Regions from separate parts of the Mus musculus genome. Here all the other regions are linked to region 1. A link is a contact called in public ChIA-PET, HiChIP or PLAC-seq and promoter capture Hi-C data. All regions are on one chromosome and are shown on one strand. Each heading gives the region's core, a stretch centred on a gene start, on an enhancer-like site or on the middle of the called end of the contact. The rest is flanking DNA. Distances are from core to core; before and after follow the strand shown. Region 1 holds the start of Scamp3 (secretory carrier membrane protein 3). Region 2 holds the start of Smg5 (Smg-5 homolog, nonsense mediated mRNA decay factor (C. elegans)). Region 3 holds the start of Sema4a (sema domain, immunoglobulin domain (Ig), transmembrane domain (TM) and short cytoplasmic domain, (semaphorin) 4A). Region 4 holds the start of Lmna (lamin A). Region 5 holds the start of Arhgef2 (rho/rac guanine nucleotide exchange factor (GEF) 2). Region 6 holds the start of Adar (adenosine deaminase, RNA-specific).

Region 1 (3,752 bases), core at 545-3,044:
TTATAGAAATGGAGCCTTCTGATGCACAAACCTCCCCTTCCCCTCCAGAAAACAGAAATATTTTTATCGGGGTCGCCTGGATTGGGATGAGAACACCTCAGCCGGGCGCTACGTTCGTGAGAACTGCAAACCTCTGCGGGTGAGCCTGGCCAGGGAGAAGTACTGTCCACCATCTAAAGGTTGCTTCTTTCTTCGGGTGGTTGGTCCCTGGAGTGCATTTTCTAAGTGGAGGTTAGGGCAGGAGGGGGAGGAACATTGAAAGAAGATAATTTGGTCAACGGTGGACAGAGGAGATCGAGGGTTCACAGATAACCTCATCTATAGACAACCAGAGGAAAGCAGACAGAAAAGAATAAACTACCTTTGAAAAGCTTACACTTTACACTTTAATGTGGAGCTAAGGAAGAGTCATGAGGTTGACAAGTATATACAAGTAAAACAGAATATTAAGGATTAATTGTGCTAGTGGGAAGGTAGGTTGAGCTGTAATATCAGAAATATTATGACCACATAATGTTGTGATAAGGTAGCTTTCAAATTCCATGCAAGCCGAACTTTGGTTCTTTTTCTAAAGAGCAAAAGTGGGGCTTTAGAGGAAGCAGGGAGTCGTAGGTGACACAGGCCTGCAATCCCAGCACTCGAGAGGCTCTTGTGAGGCCGAGGCAGGTGTTCCAAGTCAGCTGCAGTGCGTAGCTCCAGAACAGCCTCGACTGCACAGTGAGACCCTGTCTTGAAAAGGAAAGAAAGAGAATGAAGTTTGTAAGGCATTGCCTTACCTTCTTCCTGCCCTCCACCAGCGGTATCTGACCTCAGAGGCAGAGGACCACCACCAGCTCTTCGATCTGATTGAAAATATGCTAGAGTATGAGCCTGCTAAGCGGCTGACCTTAGGTGAAGCCCTTCAGCATCCTTTCTTCGCCTGCCTTCGGACTGAGCCACCCAACACCAAGTTGTGGGACTCCAGTCGGGATATCAGTCGGTGACAATTAGGCTTTGGGCCCCCTGCTCCTTGTGTAGCAGTGGGTGTCCAATCCAGGACACTGGTGCTTTTTTATACAAAAGAACAGAGGCAGAACTTGCCCTCTCTCCAGCCCCTGGCTCCTTTGTACCTGTGAATATGTGGAATAGTGTAAATATGACAGAACTTGTACCTATCGATTCAACCCCTGACATGTATATACTACTATTTACACTCTCCCAACCTCATCTGCCCCTCATGTGGAGGTGGATGGGGGGCAGAATGACGTAACCAGGTGGTGTCTACCCCATGTTTTATAAGGGATTTTGTACAGTCTTTGTGAAATAAAATGACATGCTTCATCTGACCCCCCCCAATCCCTGGAATTTGAGGTTCGAGGGTACTGGGGTGAAGGAGTGAAATAATTGGTAGCCATCTGAATTTGGGTATAAAGGCCTCTTTGTCCTGCCAACTTAGAGTCACTTATATGCACTTTGTATTCTGAGGTAGTAAAAATTAAAGTAGATGCAATCAGGTAGAACTTGTGTGATCTAGAGTAGTGAATGTCAGGAAATAGCTTTGGCCCTGTAAATAAATGGATAGTGACAGTAGCCTTGAAGTTATGCCCTTCAATAGATCCAGAAACCCGTGAAGAAAACTGAGCTTCCCGCCACTAACCTGTGCGCAAAGATACCTTCTGAGCTGCTTAACATGAAGCTACCTGGGATATGTAGTTCATGCCTGCTAGGAAGTCACGTGGAGGAAGTGTGACTCTGGGCTGCGGAGACTGGCTTAGGGATATCACGTGCGGTACTTCCCGCTTTTGGGTTTTTTTTTCCTCCCCCCCCCCCAACTGAGGCGCAGGCGCAGTCCACTGCTGCTGCGGGAATCTTCGCGACTCTTCCGGTTGTTTCAACCAATTGGAGCACAGGGAAGCGAGTGGACCAAGCACACCGGAGGGAGTTCTTTGGGCCGCCACCGCCGTACTGCCGGGGCAGGGGCGTGTAGGGCAGGGGCGGCCGGGTTCACTTGCAAACATGGCTCAGAGCAGAGACACCGGGAATCCATTCCCCGACTCCGGCGAGCTTGACAATCCCTTTCAGGTGATTTGCGCCGGCCTTCTTTGGCCAGTCTGCATACTGTTCTGTGGGGTCGGAATGCTATTCCCATTTGTGACTTTTGACCCAGGGTAGAAGTGTCGCTATGTGAAGGTGGCGGTAGCTCGAGACCAGTGAACATGGGGAGCTAAAGGGTTGCGGGCTCTGCCCCTTTAATGAGCGGGTTCTAGCTATGTAGAGTGATAGACTTGAAGGCAAATGTTGGGAACAACGGCGTGGCACCAAAGGCTCAGTACTTGGAACCACGAGCAGTTTCGGGAAGTTCCTAGGAATTCCTTTGACACCGATTGCCCGCTGAGCCCCGTCTCTGCTCTCAGGACCCAGCTGTGATCCAGCACCGACCCAGCCAGCAGTATGCCACGCTGGACGTCTACAACCCCTTTGAGAACCGAGAGGTGAGCAATTAGAGGGAGCACAGAAGAGCAGGGAAAGCCGAGTGTACCATGAGCTCTGTCTGAGCATCCTGGGGACTTTGTTAATGCAACCAAATGATGAAGTGGTGTGCTTTTAGCTTCCCGAGAGACGTTAGCCAAGCCAAACCTAATCTCGGACAAAAGGGTCATCTAGTTTTGAGTTAAAGAAGTCGGTCCAGGGAAGACTTGTTTGAAGAGCATCAAGGTTGGGGCTAGTCATAGTTGAGAAACCCGTGCGATCAGAGGGCATATGAGGAGGGCAGTAAAAGAAAGTAAGGGTGTGGGGGAGCTGTGGGGATGTAGCTCAGTTGGTCGAGTGTTGCCTACCAAGTGCACTACCCTAGCCCTCAGCACTACATGAACCCAGTATGGTGGCCCGAGTATATAATCCTAGCATTTGAGAGGTAGAGGCAGGTGTATAAGAAGTCACCCTTAGCTAGTAACAAGTTGGAGACCATGATGGCATGTGAGACCCTGCCTCAAAAAACAAAGAGTCAGATGGATTAATGGGTAAAGGCTCAGTTTGCAGCCTAGACTAAAACCTGACTTCAGCCAGTCCCCCAAGAAGGTGATGAAGGCGAGAACAAACTCCTATAAGTTGTCATGTGACCTCCATGTGCATACCATGAGAGAGTGTACACACACACATGAACTCACACACAATAGGTAAATGTAATTTTAAAAATTAGAAAAGTTAGATGTGGATAATTGCTGATGGCATTGGATGTAAGAGGCTGCACAGGACTGCTGCAGCTCTGATGGAGTTGCCCAACTTACATAAGTAGCTTAGGAACGTGGCACAGAGCTGTCAATCCCAGTGCTTAGCCTGAGGCAGGAGGATTGTAAGATTGAGATCAACCCACGTGCCTGTCTTCTCAAAAACAAAACCAAAAAACCCAACGAGGTTCCCAACTTGTAGGGATATGCTGCTGACTTGGGTAATGCTTGCACACAGACTAGATGACTGAGTTACAGGGACTAGGTGATGTCTAAGGCTTGTCTCCAGCAGCCCCCACCAGCCTACGAGCCTCCTGCTCCAGCCCCAGCACCTCTACCGCCACCCTCAGCTCCCTCTGTACAGTCCTCAAGAAAGCTCAGCCCCACAGAGCCCAGGAACTACGGCTCCTACAGCACCCAGGTAAAGAGTGTGTGTGGGTGGTGGGAGAAGAGTCAGGGCTGGGCCTCAAGGTCACGCCTGCCTCTCTCATGCCGCCTCTCATATGCTGGGTAGGCCTCAGCTGCAGCGGCCACTGCTGAGCTGCT
Region 2 (3,752 bases), core at 843-3,342, 840 kb before region 1:
TCGGTCATTTTCTGAACTCTCCCATTGCCAGTCTCACCCGATTCAGCTGGGCTGGGCTCCACTCAGACTCCCAGCTCTAGTGTGGCCGTTCCCAAGCCTTCCTCTTGTTTCCTCCCCTGCCACCCTCCAGCTCACAGCTTCTGGATTGGGCTCCCTTCGTTCACCTCTTGGGCCCCTCCTACCCCTGCCCTTTGGATCCATGATACCCTCTTACTTTCCATCTGCAAAGAGGCGGAGGATCTCCGGAAAGGAGCTGCCTAGCTCCTGGCTGGCTCTGCAAGTATTTCCCAGTTTCCCTCCCTTGCCTGTGTCTCCAAACCTGTCTGACCAGAGCGGGTGGGGCCCAGATTAAAGGCGCAGGCCCTGCCCTACAGAATCTGCCTACTGGAAGGACTCTACAGGAGGACGTCATCCTTTTTGAAAGTAAGGGTGCAGCTGGGCACAGAGGTGTGGACTTAATGTATTCTGGGATCTGTAAGAGCTTCCAGCTCAGGGAAGCATCAGGGTATAAAAGTGGGTTTGTGTATCAAAGGGTGCTCAGAGTAAATTGGCTAAAAGATGACACTGCAAGTTTGTTCATCCAGTAAATGTTTATTGGGTATCTATTATTAATGAGGCGCTATTTCTGTGGTGGTACAAGCCTTTAATCCCAGCACATGAGGCAGAGGCAGGCAGATTTCTGAGTCTGAAGCCAGGCTGGTCCAGCAGCCAGAGTTATGTAGAGACTCTCTCTCTCTCTCTCTCTCTCTCTCTCACACACACACACACACACACACACACACACACACTCCAACAAACAAAAAAAGTGCTAGTCTAGGCACATGTACAGAAAAGAACAAAGTGACAAGGTTTCTAGCTGTTCAGGTAACCAACATTAAAGTTCACACCAAATCAGTAGTAGAATTTCAGTAGTGAGAGCCTCTTTAGGGTGACTGAAGCTGAAACCCAGTGGAAGTTCCCTGTAGAGGAACAGCGCAGCCAACAGATGGAAAAAGACTTGAGGCAGTTTGAGGAATAGAAAGGAGACTTGGTGGCTGGAGCCAGGAGCATAGTGGTATATACATTGCCATTATAATGTGGAGAGAGAGAGAGAGAGAGAACCCCAAAGATCCGCCTTATAGTTAGGAAAACAATAGGGCTGACAAGATGGCTCACCAAGCCTGACTACCTGAGTCTGATTCCCCAGAGAACCACACTTTTAAAAGAAAACTGACTCTCCCAAGTTCTCTGGCCACGTGTATGTTGTATGCATGCACCCACAAAATATAAATAAATAACTCTCTCGGGAAGAATTCCTTTAAAAAACAAGCAACTTCAGGAGCCACCCCTCAGGCGCGCTGGGATTTTGGCAGCTGACTTGACCTTGTGCATGCCGATCTCCACAACCTCCGGATCTTAAAATCTTTTCGCTGCCCCTCTTCTGCAACGATGTCTGATTCAATGATAGCTGGCCCATTCGTTTTATTATTTTATGCACTTTGGCGTTTTGCCTCTAAACATGTCTGTATGAGGGTTTCGGACCCCCTGGAGCTGGAGTTTCAGATGGTTGTGAGCTGCCATGTGGGTAGTCACTTCTCCAGCACCTAGCTGTCCCATGGCGAGCTTTGCACTCTACGGTCTCTTTTCTTTTCCCCTGGAAACTTAATTTTTTTAAATTCATTTTATTTTGGGGGCTAGGGAGCGTGACACGGAGCTCGCGTGTGAAGTTCAGGCCAACCTGCTGGAGTCAATTCACCTTATACCATGCGGGCTCCAGGGGTCGGGCTCAGGTTGGCCGCAAGCGCCTTTAGCCGCTGAGTCATCTCGCCAGCGCGCTCTTTTTAAACTTGAGACAGGGTCTCTGCACGTAGCAGGGTGGGAACTCGCTGCAGGTTGCCTCGGCTGCCGACGAGCTAGGCGGATGAGCCTGCGCTAGAACGCTCAGTTTCTCTACATCTGTGGCAATAAAGTGTCCCCCGAGGACTTAAGCCCAGCAGAAGCCATGCCACCCACAACCAGCTCGGTTGACTTCCCGGAGAGAGAAGGCAATTTTTCGCGAGACTTGGTGGGTTGGTCGCCGGTCCGCGGCTTGGCGGCAGCTATCGCGAGATTTGATAGGTGGAGGAGGAGCCATCTCAGGCAGCCGCCTCACAGCGATGGCGGCCGAGCAGGGCCGGCGGCAGTGGCGGCTGCGGGTACAGCTGGAGACGGCAGTGGAGGCGCCAGTGGTGGGTGGCGGGGGCCTGTGACCAGGAGGTGCCCTCGGGCCCAGGCACCATGAGCCAAGGCCCTCCTCCAGGGGAGAGCAGCGAACCCGAGGCAAAGGTCCTCCACACCAAGCGGCTTTACCGGTGAGAGGGCCAGGGTGTGTGTGTGCAGCCGCGGCGGGGAAGCGGGGCCGGCGAGGGGCGGGGCCTGCGGCTGGCGGGCGGGCCGGGCGAGGGCGGGGGTGCAGCGGGGTGCGGGCGGGCGTCCCGGGAGGAGCTGAGAAGCAGTGGGTGGGTGGGTGGGTGGGAGGTTTGAAGCGAGTGCAGGAACCCCTGCCGCGGTGAGCCTAGCGTGACGCGGGGCTTTGCGGAGTTGGAGAGAGCCGGTGGGAATTGGGGGCAGCTGAGGATGGGGGTCACGGGTGGAGAAGACCCGAAAGGGACTGGTGCTCAGAACCCTACCGGGCACCTGTGGTTTACTGGAAACAGCCATTGACTGACGTCCTCCAAACCAGGTTCATGTCCTTCATTTGCCCCTCTCGCTATGTGACCTTGGGCCTCAGTTTCTTCCTTAAAAGGAAGGATTTGAGCCGGGCGTGGTGGCGCACGCCTTTAATCCCAGCACTCAAGAGGCAGAGGCAGGTGGATCTCTGAGTTCTGGGCCAGCCTGGTCTACAGAGTGAGTTCCAGGACAGCCAGGGCTACACAGAGAAACCCTGTCTCGAAAAACAAACAAACAAAAAACAGAATTTGATTGATGGCTCATCCCTGGCTGCTCTTCCCGAGGTTCCTGGTTCGATTCCCAGCACCCATATAGCAGCTCATTAACTGTAACTATGGGATCTGACACTCGCACAGACATACGTGTAGGCAAAACACCAGTGCACAAAAATTAAAGGTAAATCTTTTAAGAAAGAAATTTCAAATTTTATATACATATATAGGTTTGATTTGAATACACTATGAAATCCATTATGGCTTACATTTTGTGGACTCTTGAGTTGGAATAAAGACTAGAAAGGCTAATTATTTTGTTGACTAGGAAGGAGGACTTTGGGTTCATCGGTGCAGGCACCCTGTGACTCAGTTCTTCCTTAGGATCTCATGTCCACAGAGTGTAGGTAAAACGTAGATCGCAGAGCTGAGTCATGGGAAGATGAAGAGTGGAGACCACGCTGACTGTTCTGCCTTCTAGTAGGAGGTGGAGCTCCAGCTTCCGTCTTACCTCAGGCCCTGCTGAATGGAGGCTGCCATGAGAAAACCCAGAGCTGCTTGATTCATGTGCTCTGCCTCTTCTGGCCTTGTAAGCTAGGAGGCGAAAGGGAATGTAGGCCTGTTTGGAAATAGGAAGTTGATGCCACGGCTTCCATCCCACCAAGGGGCCCCAAGCAGTGATCCCCAGGCCGAGGAGTTCTCCAGAAATGGCTTGTGTAACCAGTCATGCCTCGAAGTGCTGAGCAGCCTGTCAGACACAGCGTGGGCAGTGTCTTCGATATTCCTTGCTTGTCTCCAGCCTGGGGAATGGCTCTGGACAATCTTCTGACTGTGTCAGGCCAGCTTTCTCAA
Region 3 (3,752 bases), core at 865-3,364, 720 kb before region 1:
GTTTCTGAGCCCCATCAGTGTGGGCATTCCTGGGAGCCACCTGGACAGTCTGAATATGTTGGTTAGTAGTGCATGTTCACTACATATCTTGGTGGTGGCATGTGTGCACATACACACACGTGAATGTGTGGGTTCCTGACACACTGGCACATCAGCAAGGAGGAAAGAGCACCTCAGATAAGTCTCTAGTGAGCACATGTGGACTTTTGCTTTAGTCAGAGGACAATCTGGCTGTTACTCTTTTGGCCTCAGGAAGCCTGGAAACCAAGAGGAATCCAAAGACAAAATGGAAACAATACTGCCTAGATTGGCTTCTCCTGAACTCTGAAGAGAGCTCATTGTACTTCCCCTTGAAACGCAGGCTTGTTTGTGCCTGCACTCCCATCCCACCCAGAGATGCCGCTCTATCCACCGACTGCTACATCTCCTTTACCATTTTGCCTCAGAAGGATGCTAAACTACATCCGTGAACAGAAGTAACTTACTTCTGTGTGTGTGTGTGTGTGTGTGTGTGTGTGTGGGTGGGTGGGTGTGTGGTATATGTGGCACTTCCCCTGGGGCATTTCCTGGAACTAAAGGTGTCAGTAACCGAACAGCCTCCTCAAGAAACCACCGAGGCTGGGTGAGCTGCTAGGATCCCTTCTGATGCCCAGTCTCCTGGACAGGATCTGGCCCGGTGTGACCTCTGCAGTTGGCTTGGGCCCTCCAGCTCCTCAGACAATCTAGAGCGAGCTTTAGCTTTCCAGCTCCTGGTACTGAAAAAGCAGTCAGGAGTTTAAGGCTCCTTGCTTAGTGACTGACATTTGAGGGAAAGAAAAACCACTGAGTTGGCAGAAAAGGGTCACAGTGACCCTTCCTTCCCTTACAGATCAACTTGTGCCTCAGGTGGCCTCTTCTTCTCCCAGCCCCTCCCAGGCTCCCTGGCATCTCTGTTTCTTCGTGCCATTTCGTCCCCTCTGGCACACCCTTCTCCTTCCTCAGCCCCTTCATCTCTATGGTGCCATCCATACCTCCCAGGTACTAGACACTTACCAGCATGGTATTTGACTCTGGGCATGGGCCCCTGACCACCAGTCCCAGAAGCAGGTGGCAGTGATGGCAGCAGGAAGAGTTGGAAGAAAAAAACACGCAGGAGACTCCATGAGTCCTGGCCCAGGGATGGTAGGGCCATGGTCAGCCTGAGATGGTCACCAGATGGTTCTGAGGAAACAGGCACTTTCTGGGTTAGCCATGCTTACCACACCCTTCCTGAGGGCCAATAGGAGAGCCCCAGGGGGCAGAAGTTCCTCTCTGGAAGGGCCCTCAGAGTCTCACTTCCATCCATCCCCAGCCTTGAAGGTGCCTCCTGCTGCCCTCTGCATAGGGTGCTGCTGTGGCCCACGCTGTGCCTCTGGTCACCTAACCATTAAAAAAACTACCTTGCCATTTCTCACCTGACTCACAGAAAAATTCCTTTCCACTTTGCCCCCTCAGCATCTCCTGGCCCCGTGCTCCAGAGCTCTGATCATCTCTGGCCCTGGGCAAAGGTCTTCTAGGGAACTAGTTCCTGTATGCAAAAGGTAGATTTCCCCAGGCTGGCCTGTGCTGTGACACCTTATGCCCGCTACTCACCCCAACCCAGGCAGACAGCCTACCCTCTCCTCAGCCCCCAGGGGCTCTGACTCTTGCTTAATCGGGCCCATCTAGCCTTCTTCTTAGGGATAGGGGCGTGCCAGTTTATCTACCACTGTGGTGGGGCTGCCCTCTGTATTTCCTGGGAGTGGCCTGGGCAGGAGTCCTTGGCAGACTCTCAACTTCTCCAGCCCCCCTGTCTGCCTCCCCAGAGCTCCGCAATCAGCCTCCCCCATGGCCACTGAATGCAGGTTCACACCCCTCCCCCGCCCCCGCCTCATCTCACATACCCTTGAGCCAGCCACACTGAGAAGTCCTGTGTTCAAACCCTGAATCAGGGTGCCATCCGAGGCAAAGAAGGGGGTCCAGGCAAGGCAAGCAGGCTCAGCCTGGCTGGAACGGGCGCGCGGCCCTCCAGGCACCCATCCTGCCAGAGCCAGTGTGGGTTTCAGGCCAGGGAAACCAGAATTTCTACCTCGAGTTGTGACAGATCCTGGCTGGCTTGGGCGGAAGTTGGTGGATCAGGGCGGGGAGACTGGTGGAGTGTGGGAGTGGGGGTGAGGCTTGAAGGCCTTGCAGGAGACACACCTCCCTCCCTCCTTAGTCTATCCAGAAATTAAGAGTTCCTTCCCGGCCAGTTCAGTGATGCCCTTGTTTCTCCCGCACACCACTTCCAGTCTAACCAGCCCAAGCTGCAGACTCCTCTTGCTCAAGAGAGCTCGGTATGACACCGTCTCTCTCCTATTCCTTCTCTCTCTGACCCCATTGTGGGGTTCCCCCACTGCCACATACTGAGACCTCCCGACCTCCCACACCCAGTAGGACCACATTCTTGAAAGATAACACGTTTAAAGCTGGCATGGTGGCGAGGCATACCTTTAATCCCAGTACTCGGGAGGCAGAGGCAGGCAGATCTCTGAGTTCGAGGCCAGCCTGATCTACAGAGTGTGCTCCAGGTCATCCAGGGCTATACAGAGAAACCCCGTATCAAAAAAATAAAAAATAAATAAAAATCCTACATTTGTATTAGTTTTTTGGTTTTTCCCTATGACTTTGCTGAGGAAGCCCTAGTAATTTGACGTCTCAGTGGGAAATTGGAGAAATTCCCCATTTGAACGCGTGCTTCTTGGGATACGCTTTGGAGCTGAAGCACCCAGCTGGCATGGTGGCTGGTTCCTCCTCCCCAAAGGTTCCAGGAAGACCTCATAACGCAGGGTTAATGAGTAACCAAGGGCTCCTAGGCCAATAAAGAGTGGTTGGGCTGCTGCCCACTCTCCCGGGTCAGCTGACTTCAGGTTAAAGAGCACAGTGACCCAAGCTGGTCTACCTCCAGGACATACCCTATCTTCACTGTAAACACCATCCTCACTGCCAGGATGGTCCCCACTGTAGGCTGTCCTCCACCCTTCCAGTTACAGCTCCTAGACGGAAAGCATTCCTCGGTAGAGCCTGCTTGGCCTTCCCTTCATGCTTTCCCCTCTGCTTCCGTTCTCCAGTGTGGCCCAGGAGCTGGGCTCACACAGACCCTCCTGATGGCTTCATCTGTCAAAGCTTGCTAAGACCCGCCCCCCCCCAAGCTCTCCGTTCACTGTGAGGACTTTGCCAATCTCCCTGTGCTGACACAAACTTCTGAGTCTCCTTGACCTCTAGATCAGGCTTGGGAAGCCACCACCTCAGGGCCTCTCTTTGGAGACAGATTGGCCTATCTGGGTCACAGGGAGGAGCTGTGACCAGAGGAGCAGCTCCAATGCCATCCTTCTTTACTCTCTTCCTGTCCCTGGGCGTCCTCAGGAGACCAAGTGCTCTCCCAGGCCCTCGGACAATGTGAGAAGCTCACACTTGGGGCTTCAGGCTTCCCAACTTCAGCAGGCAGGCTCCACTACAGTCTTGCTGCACAGAGAACAGAAGTGCAGCAGGGGTGACTGGACAGCCTGACGTCCATCCATCTACCTCAGACCTGTCTAATTCGGAAGCTCTCCCTACATGGCTGGCTCCTTCAGTCCCATCTCCTGCCCTAGTGCATTAGCTCAGCTCAGAGCTGCTCAACAGAGGGAGTAGGCAGGCATCAGAGTGGGAGGAGCAGGGGCTTTCTCTCCTCTAGCCAGGAACCAATCACTCAGGGTGACTCCTGACTCAGAAGG
Region 4 (3,752 bases), core at 734-3,233, 670 kb before region 1:
TGATAAGGTGTTCATATCCCTAGTGGATGGATGAAAAGGCAGCTAATTCCTGTTAGCAGAAAGAAAAGCTGGACCCATCTGTGCACATGACCTCTGCTCACACTTGAGGCAATGGGCTTGCCATACTCACCACCTAGGGCTGGAATCTGGTAAGGAATAGAATGACCAACCACAGATACACAGTGGGTTTTGTCAGAAGATAATGCAAAAAGGAAAAAGAGGAAGAGAAGTCAAAGCTACCAGCCCCTTAGGTATCAGTGCGCACGTCCAATGTCCAAAGCTCTTTGTCTTGGGTCTACAACATAGAAGAAAAGACCACAGACACAGAGCGAAATGGAAGTACAGGGAGCAAGAGCCCAAACTTCCAGGCTTTGGAAAGCCTTTTTAGAAAGTAGGTGGAGCCAAGTAGGGTGGGGTAGGGTGGGGTAGGGATGGGTGCAATGGGAGTGGCCTGAGGCTCCCTAACGGCTGGATTTCAAAAATGTCATTGTATTCCAGAGGTTTAGTAAGATCAAGACATCAACAGTTCAGAGGATGGGCCAGAGTAAAGTCTGGCTTGACTAGAAAAATGAAAGTGGCTCGCTGGCTGAGCAAGGAAAGGACAGAGCTTCCAAAACCCTTAAGTCACCAAACAGAGAGGGCCCAGACTGGGGTGTCCCCGACTCAGGCATAACAGAATTTCCAGAGCCATTAGCTTCTGTGCCCGGTCTCCCTCCCCACCCTCCCTTGCATTCCTCGACCAGGGAGGCCAAGGGCTGTGGGAGCTGCGGGGGAGCAGATCTCCTGGTGTGCTTCTGGTGGGCCTGAGAGTCTAGGAAAAGCTCCAGACATTCTCAGCTCCTAGAAAGAACCAGGAGAAGGCCGTGCTTACACAGCCATGGGAGAAAGGGGCTATGCAGCCTTGGTAACTCCATTACAGTACCACTGGACAAATGTCAGTGTGGGCGCTATGTCTTAGTGGACATCATGTGTTCAGAGCCACGTTGGGCAAGATTGGCAAAGTGCCAAACCTACCAAGAAAGTTCTAATAAAACCCTTTCACCCATTCTGATGTGTCCCGGGCGGCGTTCGGGAGTTCCAAGACCTGGTAGAGCCTGTTCTACCTTCCTCAAGCCCATCCCCCAAGCTCCAAATGACTGAAAAATCCCACCTTGACAGCATAGGCCCTGTCACCAACGCTACTTGGTCTCAATGCCCCCACCACTCTTTATATCCCCCACCCTCTCACAGAGACCCCCTCCCTTCTATGTCCTATCATGTCTATTACCCTTGGCACTGCCAGTCACCCGCGGGAGGCAGTTCCGGGGAGGGAGGGGACTAGATGGCCAGTTACAGGCGACTGCTGCCTCCCTGGTGCCGGCCGGCCGGGCCTCACTCACCGAGCCTTCAGCTCCTTGAACTCCTCACGCACTTTGCTCAGCTCTAGCTGGAGGCGGGCGCGCTCCTTGGCCACAGAATCAAGGGTCTTGCGGGCATCCCCCAGCTCGGCCTCGTAGGCCGCCTTGATGCCGGACACCTCTCGGCTGACCACCTCTTCAGACTCAGTGATGCGAAGGCGCAGCCCCGCGTTCTCGGTCTCCAGGGAACGCACGCGATCGATGTACACGGCCAGGCGGTCATTGAGCTCCTGCAGGTCCTCCTTCTCCTGCAGCCGGGTGATCCGAGTGGGCGACAGTGGGGTAGAGCTGGCCTGCGCCCCACTGCGGGTGGCGCGCCGCTGTGACGGGGTCTCCATGGCCGGCAGGGTGACAGTGCTGCCCGCTGGGCAGGGGTCCCGAGAAGGGCGCGGGACTTGGACAGAAGGACAGAGGCTGCTCAGGGGGACAGCGAGCCGGCGAAGCTCGCTCCTGGCAGGCGTGGAGATCTGGGCTGGGCGCTGGCGCACCTCGGGATCTGGGTTGGCTGGTGTTGAGGCTGAGGCAGCGTTCCCGCGAACACTGAGTCACTGACAGCCAGGCAGAGGCTCTAATAGGCCCTCCTCTACAGGGGGTGGATCCACTGCTCTTAAAGGAGCCATCCTGTACCCAAAGGGGCGGGGGCAGGTATGGTGAGGAGGAGCCAGCATGCCAACCCTCACTCTGCAGAACACCCCTTTCTGGCCTGGGGCTTCACAATGTTGGTTCCTGCCTACTCAACTCTAAGCTTGCCTTTGGCCTTCTGGAGTAAAGAGCAGAGCCAAAGAATTTGAGTGGGTGGGCAAAGGGTAGTGGTGAGGGACCAGGGGAAGTAGGTGCAAAGTGAGGGAGAGGATCAGGCATCCCCAGAGAGCCAAGGAAGTTGGGGGGAGGGCTGAAGCTGCTGCCCATCAGTGACTCACCCCACTTCCACCACTGGCTCCCCTTTCCTCAGTAGTAATAGTGAGTCACCTCTCCCCCGCGCACAGAAGCGGCCAATCCAGGAGAGTGGAATGGCAAAGGAATGGCTGTGTTTTTAGGTAACTGAGGGATTACTTTATGCCCTCAAATTTGGGGGCAAAGATCAAGGACCTCGGGAAAAAACAAAAAACAAAACCCAAACCTATGCACTTCCCTTATATTTTTGGCTTTAAAACCAAACATTGGGTTTTAGATCTAAGAAATAAGCCTCAGTCCCCAAGAGAAGGCCAAGAATAGAAGCCAGAAGTTGGCCCCGCCCACTCCCCCCTCCCCTTTCATTTGGACCTAGACAGCTGGAAAAAGGGGCTGCTGAAATCCCTCGTTTCAGCCCCTTTCTTCAGCTCACTCCACCCAACCAAATCCAAGACTGTACTTATTTTTTTCCAGGACTGTACTTATTTTAATGGATAATTTAAAACAGATACCAGAGCTGTGCTGTGCGTGCATTCAGCACATGGCCAGGACACCAGGTTCCAGATTTTTGTGGCTTCGAGAAGGGCCTGAAAAGAGGAACGGGGTCAGAGGGTTGTTAATGCAGGGTCTCCATCCTGGTTCCATCTTAAACGGTGTGAGCAAGAACAGCAAAGCTACCCCCTCCTCAGCCACTGCATGCCTGTCTAGCCAGTTCTGGGTGGGCCCTGACTAGATGATCTCCCAATACAGTAACCTGGTCCCCTGGTTCCATGTCCCGGGGTCTCCAGCCTCCATCAAAGACTCCCGATCAGCTGTCTAATCCTCTCCTGTAACCCTAGCCTAAGCCTTACTGGCCCTGGCATCCCCTTCTGCCATGTTCCTTCCCCTTTTGCCATGTGCTTTCCCCTGTCCATTGCTGATTAGCTTGCAGTTCCTGCAGGTCCAGGCAGTGGGCTTGAGTTGGGACTCTTAAGAGATTTTGTTGTTGCTGCTGCTTTTTTTGTTTTTTTTTGTTTTTTTTTTTGTTGTTGTTGTTGGTGGTGGGGGGGGGGTTTGTTTTTTTGTTTTTTTGTTTTTTTCTTTTTTTGGTTTTTCGAGGCAGGGTTTCTCTGTATAGCTCTGGCTGTCCTGGAACTCACATTGTAGACCAGGCTGGCCTTGAACTCAGAAATCCACCTGCCTCTGCCTCCCGAGTGCTGGGATTAAAGGCGTGCGCCTGGCGCTTTGTTTTTTCAAGACAGAGTTTCTCTATGAACTTCTGGCTGTCCTAGAACTCATTTTGTACACCAGGCCAGCCTCGAACTCAAAGATCTGCCTGCCTCTGCCCCCAGAGTGCTGGAATCAAAGGCACGTGCCACTGCCACTGCGCTGGGTTCTGGGAGAGTTCTTATTTCTGTGAGGGTGACTCCAGTGTGGTGAGGACCCAGGATGCATCTAGGGGAGGGAACCTAGGACATGGCTTCC
Region 5 (3,752 bases), core at 549-3,048, 560 kb before region 1:
ATAGACCTTCCACATGGGCTTTACGTACTGACCAGACCCTCAAAAGAGTCTGGGGGAAACCTAGATTTACTAGTTACTCAAGAGTTTGGCTTATAACAATTTCTAGTTCAGGCCTTAGAGAAAATTGAGGTCTCTGCCCCCCCCCCCCCCAAACCAGGCAGCTCATTCTGACCTCTAGCTGATTGTTAGTACATTTCTCAGCTTTGGCTGGTCACTCAAGCGGGGCAAGTCTGGAGGCTCAGAGCCAATAGGAACATGGCAGGTCCTGAGGCCTTCCTAGGATTCCTTCAGAGAAAACAGAATTGGTCTGGGAAAGTCCTTTCTGCCTCATCTGGCCAGCCTGAACTGGACATTGTTTCTTTTTCCCTGGCCTTTACTATATAAGGACCCTGAACAGGAGAATGGGCACAAAAGGTGAGGGAGTTCCTAGGCAGGAGATAGGTCAGAGGAGCAGAGTGGGAGGGGAGCAGAGCCGGGGTGAGGAGCTGAGGAGCCCAACCAGCACAGCGGGTGGATGAGGCAGCCGAGCCCAAATTAGAGACTGAGGCTAAAATTGGCACTCTAGGAGTGCAGGGCTGGGCTGGAAACCTGCAGCCCTAACACCACCCTCCCTGCCCCGCTACCGAGAAGAACAGAGCAGAAGCTGGTGACAGTGGCTGGGCCTCATCTCCCTCCCTCTTTCTTTTTTCTTTCTTTCTTTTTTTTTTCGGTGTTTTGAGACAGGGTTTCTCTGTGTAGCCCTGGCTGTCCTGGAACTCACTCTGTAGACCAGGCTGGCCTTGAACTCAGAAATCTCCCTGCCTCTGTGCAACACCACGCCTAGCCATCTCCCTCCCTCATTACCACACACTTTTGGGACTAGATTAGGTAGTACCCTAAATTTTTACAAAACTTTGCCCCAGGGTGCTCAGGTTTTTACAGAGAAATCGGAGACCTTGATAGGTGGAAACGGAGCAGACTGGAGAATTTCCCCAGTGGCAGGAAACTCAGGTTGACTCAAAGGGTCCAGAGAAATGAAAACCCACCCACACTCCTCAGCAAGCTCAAACGTTTCCAGACAGGGCCAAGTTGTTTCTATAGTCTCCTGTGGCAGAGAAAACTGGTGTCAGGACACAAGGAAGGATTTCCTCAGCTAGCCTCAGGAAAGGTGGAGCCTTCTCACCTTCACTGCCAAAGTAATTGGCAGAGGTGGGGCTGAGAAGGATGGTCAGAGTGTGGTCCACAAGGCCCAGAGGGGTGAGAAGCTGGGCGGGGGGTGGGGGGGGGTGAGGGGAAAACCCTCTCTTGTGGACTCCTAGCTTTTGGAAAGGAGTCCCCTTCTTCACTCTTTTGGGGGAGTGAAGCCTGTTAACGATGAAGCTTCTAGTTCCCCTTTCATTGCCCCCTCCCTCTTGTCATACCAGTCCAACATTGTAAAAGCGGTCTGTGTACTCAAGCCTGTTTGATGAGTGAGCCCTTATGGCTAGGTCTCCCAGTTACCGATAAGGTGATAGAATCCCCTTAGGGTCTTTAAAGAGTGAAGTTACCCGGAATGGGCGCCGGTGTTTTTCAAGGACAGCCGAGCTAAGGGAGGTCGCTGAGGTCAGAGAGTGTTCCTAAGCGCTAAAGGGAAAAGGGATCCTCGAACCTGTCCCAAGGACCCCTGTCCAGCAGACTGCAGCGATACTAACCCCGGCGTCCCGTCCGGTGCGCGGGTACCCCGCCCTGCCTCCGCTCCGCCTCTCCCCTTCCTGAGCTCGGGTGGGGGAGGAGACTAGGGTTTGAGGAACTGGTGCTGGGTGCAGGGGCGAGGGGACTCAGACTTCCTGTCCCCGAGGCCGACGCGTGCGGCCGGACCCCTCCCCCGCCGTTGCTGGACACCCGGGGCCGCCGCGTCCTCCCGCGGCTCACGCTGGATTATGTCTCGGATCGAATCCCTCACTCGCGCGCGGATCGACCGGAGCAAGGAGCAGGCAACCAAGGTGGGCTGGCTCTGCGACCGGGCGCCCTGCCGACCTCTGGGCCTCCGCCCCGCGTCCCGCGTCCCCCCGCCCGCTCTGGGGCGCCCGAGTCCGCGCGCAGCGGCCGGACGGGGTGGGTGGGGCTGCGAGCGCGTGAGGAGGGGGCTGGAGGACCGCAACGTGACCCGCGTCTCCAGCACCCGCGCAGCTTCTGTGCGGGGATCTAGGAGAGCTGAGCTGGGTTACCAGTGGTTCGGCGGGACCGAGTGTTTTGGGCCGCTCGGAAGAAAGTTGCTCCGGTAAGGGATCGAGCGGGAAAGAGGGGCGAGCGTGTCGGGTTCCTAGGGACGACGCTCTTGGGCACCCCTTTCCGCACCCCAGTTCCGGGGGTTGCTTGCGGCCGTGCCCGCTAGCGCCGGCTCGGTCGTTCCCCCTTTGTCCCCACCAGCGGGTGGAGGGGGCCGGAGGGGGTGTTTTCCAAGCTCCCTCCCCCACCTTCCCGCCCCTCCAAGACAAAAGTCAGCTCCTCCTCTTCTTGCGGATGGACTTTCCAGCTGTGATTCAGTTCTTGCCTGGGGTAGGCGGGTGGCTAGGGGTCAAGACAGCAAGCGGCCGCCCATTTTCTCCGCCAGGCCAAACCGATCCATCAGGTGAAGCAAGCTGCCTTTGTGTCGCTGGGATGCCTTCTCACATCCTGAGCGTCTCGGTGCCAGGACCCAGAGTAGTTCCCACCCTTATCTGTTTCATCAGCTTCCAGGCTCCTGGTTCTCCAGCCGCCTCGGTTAACCCAGTTCCCCCACTCCCCTCAGCCATATTTCGATTATCGCCTCGGCTTGGGGGCCCTTCACCTGTCATCTGGAGTCTGGCTGTGTAATTATCAGCACACTCTGCAATACGACCTCTCCAGCACGCCTTTACAAGTGTCCTTTATTCCTGTCTTTGTATTCAGACGCCCTCCCAAATGCCATGACTTTCCTCACCTCAGCTCACAGGAAGTGGTGAAGCCGAGGAGGACTTGTAGATGAATAAGTGAAGCCAGGGGGGCCTGGTTCAGGCGGACGGCGCCTCCCTGTACCTCAGGACACTCACATTATAAGGCTCTCTCGGAAAGCAAAGGCAGGAAGGGCTTTAATCTTAATCCCTGTCCTTAGCGAGAGCGTAATGACCCTCCCGCAGCCAGCCAACCAAGCAGATCATTTTCAGGCTGGAAAGCCACTCTGCGAATGGAAAGCTGCCCTCTCCCTTCCTCCAAGGTTCCAGGCTTTAGCTACTTGCTTTACTGCTACACTGGGAGAAGGTCGGTAGGGGTGGAGAGCCTCGGGGGCGGGAAGCTCAGTTTGAGGCTTTTTGTAGGGTTTCGGGATGGGAGTCTGCTCACCGGAAGAAAGCTAGCAGGGCTCTGAGCAGCTCCAGGGTGAGGTGACTGAGTGTGAATTGTGGGGTGGCAGACAGGCTCTTAACAAACCCTAGCGACAGGCCAGGCCCCAGCTCCCAGAGTCTGTTTATTTTTTCAACCGTTTGAGCGAGACCCTGGAGTAAAGCCAGGGTGGGTGGGGGGAACTTTTTGAAAGCACGGAAATTTGGTTCCACCCTAAAAAGGAAAGCCACTGGGGGGGGGGGGGCAGGAGAGGCAGACCTGTGGGGCTGTACGAAGACATCCTCAGGGGGCCTTTCTCCAATCCAGACACCTGGCATCTCATCCCCTGTTTTTCTTTTTTTCTTTTTCCATAACACAGTAACTGGAAATCCAGACTCCTGGCTTTTTTATCTTTTGACTATGCTATGGAGAAGGGATCAGGGAATCTGACTGGT
Region 6 (3,752 bases), core at 395-2,894, 550 kb after region 1:
AAAATAAATAAATCTTCCTGGCCTGCAAGCGCCAAGGGGGAGGTTGTGATACCTTATTTTAGACACAACTGAGTTAGTTATTTGGGTGGTGACTAAGGAGTAGCCCTCTGAATTGGAACCTGGCAGGAGGCTCCCAAGCTCCTAGGGAAGTAAGCTGCTTGTGACAGGACTGTCACCTGTTTGTTCCCAAGGCCCTCCAGTTGAGGGGAAAACCTGGAAAAGGTAAACAGCCCCAGGTTGCAGTGGAGGTGCCACCTAGTGAGGCTGGGAGAGTTAGGACAGTTATCAAGGGAGCGAGACAAAGTTTAGGAATGAGACTGTCTGCGGGTCCTCAGTGGATCATTAGCCCCCAGAACATTCCTTCCATTTAGAATGCCTTGGACTTGAACCTGTCTTGTGCAATACATGATTGACCTTGGTTTTGCTTGGTTTGGGACAGGAGGTCTTCTTTCAGTATTGTTACATTGTTTCCCATCTGCTGCATTTGGCTGTGGTTTTTACTTCAATTGCTGTGTAATATCCTAAGGTGGGAACATCTGCTTATTTTAGTTTGATTGCTTTCAGTGTTGTGTAGCTTATCCTGCTAAATGCATATAATGGTTAAACCATGGGGTGTGTTTCTAAGTAATGACTTCCTGCAGTGACTGGGGTTGCTCCTTCTTGGTCCTCCTATGTGCTAGTTAATGGTGCCACACTGGTGAGTGGACAAGAACACCTACTCACTGTGACCTTTCCTGAGTTTCCCTGATGGCACAAGATTGAGCTCTTTTCCTGTGTTGATTGCCATTTTTTATCCCCCCCCCCCCAAGTTTCTGTTCCGCAAATTGTTTTACTTAGAGTGCACTATTATCCACTCACCTATGACTGTCTGGGACTCACTGTGCAGGGGATATAGGCGAGAACAGCCCTGCCCACTGGAGTGCCCCCGGGAGCACTGAAGGCAGGCAGCTATACCAAACAGGGAGGACATGATTGGGAGTGACTTTTGAGCCATCCATCTTGCCCAGACTGCTACATGCTGGGGCTTCTACTTACACTGTGTGTGCTGCTGGGTGCTGACGTTGTAGCATACACTAGATGCCCAGACTGCCATATGCTGGCCTACTTGCACCATGTGCTGGGTGCTGACACTGGTACAAACGCATCAGGTACCCAGGGATATGGAAGTGGAATTCCTCTGAAGTCTCAAAAACAAAACAAGGAAAGGGGGAGGAACATTCTAGGCTAAAGAACAGAATACGTGAAGGTAAAGAATTTTATCTACAAAAAGATAGGAAGTTTGGAGCAGCCAACAGGGGGAATGAAGGACAGGCTAGTGGGGACAGGGCATTGGCCAATGGTCACTCTAGGAGTGGACAGACTTGTAAATCTCGCAAGCAGTAGGGATTAAACACGGAAAAGGAACTTCCTCACAGGGCGGAGAGGGCGCTGTTGAGTGAAGCTTTCCAAAATACCGTGAACAAAAATAAGCTTGTCAGTGAAGTAAATAGCTCCCAAGCTCTCAGAGAACGTATATAGTGCCCTGCTAGTGGAGGTGGAGTGGTGAGGAAGGCGGTGGGCGTGGACTACGGCGGCCCAGCCCTTATGGTGGGCAGGATGCTGCTGCTCGGCTACCGGGAGCAAACCCCTCCCTCCTCTTGGCCCAACAGTTGGGCGGGGAAGCCTTTTCAAGGAAACGAAAGTGAACTCTGGGGAGCCAGCCATCTTACGGCCACAGGTGCGGGCCTTGCCGGCACTATGTCTCAAGGGTTCAGGGGACCCACAGGTAAGCCCGCGGGGTCTGCACCCTCATATCTGGCTCGCGTAGTGTGAATTACGAGGGTCACGTTCTCCTTCTCAAGCCGAACTGCCAGCCCTTCTGGGGATTTCTGTTCAGTTAGTTCTTGTAGCTTTGAGCAGTCTCAGGAAGGAGGCTGGTCAGAAGATAGACCAGCGTCTAAGCCAGACAAGGACCCAGGCCGGGGCAGACACCCCTTCTCTTTCTGCTAAGACCCCTGATGCCTTGCTGAGCCGCTATAGCCCAACATGAGCAACTTTTCTCATGATCCTCTTTGCTTTTTCAACTTCCTGAGAAATTTAAATTATCTCAACTAACCAGCAGGGGGAAGTCTTTTGCTTTATGGCCAAGAAGGGTGTCTTTCTGTAGCGCACTGGGTAAGCTTCGTGGAATTCTACTTAGCACTAAAATGAACTTGTGATGTCGTACATGAGCCCCAGCTGCAACGTTCTGAACAGAAAAACCCAGATTCCGAGGATTCATGCTGTGCACAGCACTGGATCTGTCATTCTGGAAAGCAGCGGGGATGGAAACTGACCCTGTGGTGGGATTAGGACTGTTCCTTGCCTTGGTTTGACCATGCTGGTTTGTTTGCTTTTGAGGCAGTTTCTACTTGTCTTGTGTTGCCTTGATTGCCCTTGAGCAAGCCACCAGTCTTTTCTCCCTAGAGCTGGAATTGCAGGCATGTCCCACCCAGGTTTATCCTTCAAAATTTTAAAAAGCTATATGGGATGTACCAATAGCCTCACACTTGATAAGCAAATGCTCTACTACTGTGTGTGTGTGTGTGTGTGTGTGTGTGTGTTGTAATTTGGGGGGTATGATGGTACTCATGAGGCAGAGGCAGGTATTTCTGAGTCCCAGGCCAGCCAAAGCTGTGTAGATGGCCTCAAAAACACAAACCAAAAAAACCCTACTCCAACAACCAACTTTTAATGTTGCAGATGTACAGGCACACTTGTACTTCTTTCTACGACAAAGGACAGCCTCGGAACTGGGCCCTCAGGCTTCCAGGAATTTTTCTTCTTGGTCCCCTATACCCTCAAGTGTCTCACAATTACTGATTTTTATACCACACTGTGTTTTGTTTTGTTTTTCTTGGGTTCTGGAGATTCAGATTCAGGTCCTTAAGATTGTGTGGCAAACGCTTTACTCACTGAGTCATCTCCCCAGCTCTTAATGGTGTGTGTGTGTGTGTGTGTGTGTGTGTGTGTGTGTCTACCTTCCCTCAAAATATTGCAGGCATCTGACTTGAAGGAAAGCACTTTTTACATATACTACAGTATGCACCTATGGATCATAGATGGTAAAGACAAAGGACTTATCTGTTGGTCCTAGAGATGGAAGGCAGGATTAGAATGGTGTTTGAAGAGCCATGTTTGATATTATATGTTAGGATGGTAAGATTGCCAGTCACGACAGAAGGCTGTGGCCCAGCTCCTGTAGCCTTCAGGCGAGTCAGGAAGGCTGTGAGCCACGTCAGAGATAGCACTACATGTTCTGTTTCCTTCTCTGGTCCTACCTCCCCGAAATAACTGAGTAAATTCCTTAGTTTCATTTCTTCTGTGCCTATTCTAGTGTTTGTGCATATATGAACTCACTCTCTCTCTCTCTCTCTCTCTCTCTCTCTCTCTCCCTTCTCTTCCCCCCCCCCCCAAACCAGGTTTTTTCTTTTCAACAGAAGAAAGCTTAACTTACATGTACTCTACCATTTACACTTTTCACATATACAAATTTTTTGTAGTAAAAATGCAAATGTATCCAACACAGATGTTCAGAAATTGTGACTAATGTTCCACAGTGTGAGGCTGTTATAACTTATTCAACTACTTTGTAGCTACGCACATATATTTCCCAGATTTTGTCTGAAAATAGCCATTTAAATCAAGAATGTAGTTAGGGCTGGAGAGATGGCTCAGCAGATAAGAACAGTGGCTACTATTGTGTCACATTGTCCAGTTCTGGGGGGAGGTAG

Evidence for each region. Promoter capture Hi-C pulls out the DNA fragments that hold promoters and counts their contacts. ChIA-PET counts read pairs in DNA pulled down with a chosen protein or histone mark. HiChIP or PLAC-seq counts read pairs in DNA pulled down with a chosen protein or histone mark.
Region 2: a contact with region 1 is called in an RNA polymerase II ChIA-PET map of memory CD8 T cells, with 11 read pairs. The contact joins the promoter of Smg5 here to the promoter of Scamp3 in region 1. A contact is called at or near these places in 5 of 39 promoter capture datasets (hippocampal neurons, liver, pre-B cells and 1 more), 1 of 484 Hi-C or Micro-C datasets (B cells), 3 of 115 datasets of contacts at active chromatin or transcription factors (astrocytes, bone marrow-derived macrophages and memory CD8 T cells) and 1 of 9 other capture datasets (liver).
Region 3: a contact with region 1 is called in an RNA polymerase II ChIA-PET map of memory CD8 T cells, with 47 read pairs. The contact joins the promoter of Sema4a here to the promoter of Scamp3 in region 1. A contact is called at or near these places in 2 of 115 datasets of contacts at active chromatin or transcription factors (memory CD8 T cells and pancreatic cancer cells) and 1 of 9 other capture datasets (pancreatic islet).
Region 4: a contact with region 1 is called in a promoter capture Hi-C map of embryonic stem cells. The contact joins the promoter of Lmna here to the promoter of Scamp3 in region 1. A contact is called at or near these places in 2 of 39 promoter capture datasets (embryonic stem cells and liver), 5 of 115 datasets of contacts at active chromatin or transcription factors (bone marrow-derived macrophages, embryonic stem cells, pancreatic cancer cells and 2 more) and 1 of 9 other capture datasets (liver).
Region 5: an H3K27ac HiChIP or PLAC-seq map of microglia shows a contact between it and region 1, with 8 times the contacts expected there. The contact joins the promoter of Arhgef2 here to the promoter of Scamp3 in region 1. A contact is called at or near these places in 8 of 39 promoter capture datasets (the 3T3-L1 cell line, the HPC-7 cell line, cranial neural crest and 5 more), 13 of 115 datasets of contacts at active chromatin or transcription factors (astrocytes, bone marrow-derived macrophages, craniofacial prominence and 10 more) and 3 of 9 other capture datasets (adipose tissue, liver and pancreatic islet).
Region 6: a contact with region 1 is called in a promoter capture Hi-C map of liver, with 2.9 times the contacts expected there. The contact joins the promoter of Adar here to the promoter of Scamp3 in region 1. A contact is called at or near these places in 2 of 39 promoter capture datasets (liver and pre-B cells), 1 of 484 Hi-C or Micro-C datasets (B cells), 1 of 115 datasets of contacts at active chromatin or transcription factors (memory CD8 T cells) and 2 of 9 other capture datasets (adipose tissue and macrophages).

What each region holds. Positions count from the first base shown.
Region 1 is chr3:89,175,597-89,179,348 of GRCm38.p6, forward strand. It overlaps Scamp3 (secretory carrier membrane protein 3), which reads left to right and starts at 1,795. Exons shown (of 9, transcript NM_011886.3): 1 at 1,795-2,061; 2 at 2,394-2,471; 3 at 3,499-3,627; 4 at 3,721-3,752. The coding sequence starts at 1,996. Gm45927 (predicted gene, 45927) reads left to right here. Exons shown (of 19, transcript NM_001310017.1): 11 at 49-139; 12 at 2,394-2,471; 13 at 3,499-3,627; 14 at 3,721-3,752. Clk2 (CDC-like kinase 2) reads left to right here. Exons shown (of 13, transcript NM_007712.4): 12 at 49-139; 13 at 798-1,491. The coding sequence ends at 983.
Region 2 is chr3:88,334,168-88,337,919 of GRCm38.p6, forward strand. Smg5 (Smg-5 homolog, nonsense mediated mRNA decay factor (C. elegans)) reads left to right here and starts at 2,093. Exons shown (of 22, transcript NM_178246.3): 1 at 2,093-2,330. The coding sequence starts at 2,257. It overlaps Tmem79 (transmembrane protein 79), which reads right to left and starts at 266. Exons shown (of 4, transcript NM_024246.5): 1 at 215-266.
Region 3 is chr3:88,453,647-88,457,398 of GRCm38.p6, forward strand. Sema4a (sema domain, immunoglobulin domain (Ig), transmembrane domain (TM) and short cytoplasmic domain, (semaphorin) 4A) reads right to left here and starts at 2,115. Exons shown (of 15, transcript NM_013658.3): 1 at 1,902-2,115; 2 at 1,033-1,200. The coding sequence starts at 1,171.
Region 4 is chr3:88,501,369-88,505,120 of GRCm38.p6, forward strand. It overlaps Lmna (lamin A), which reads right to left and starts at 1,984. Exons shown (of 12, transcript NM_001002011.3): 1 at 1,380-1,984. The coding sequence starts at 1,735.
Region 5 is chr3:88,619,361-88,623,112 of GRCm38.p6, forward strand. Arhgef2 (rho/rac guanine nucleotide exchange factor (GEF) 2) reads left to right here and starts at 1,799. Exons shown (of 22, transcript NM_008487.4): 1 at 1,799-1,961. The coding sequence starts at 1,899. It overlaps Gm20652 (a long non-coding RNA gene), which reads right to left and starts at 1,745. Exons shown (of 2, transcript XR_375820.2): 1 at 1,671-1,745.
Region 6 is chr3:89,729,074-89,732,825 of GRCm38.p6, forward strand. It overlaps Adar (adenosine deaminase, RNA-specific), which reads left to right and starts at 1,645. Exons shown (of 15, transcript NM_001146296.1): 1 at 1,645-1,765. The coding sequence starts at 1,738.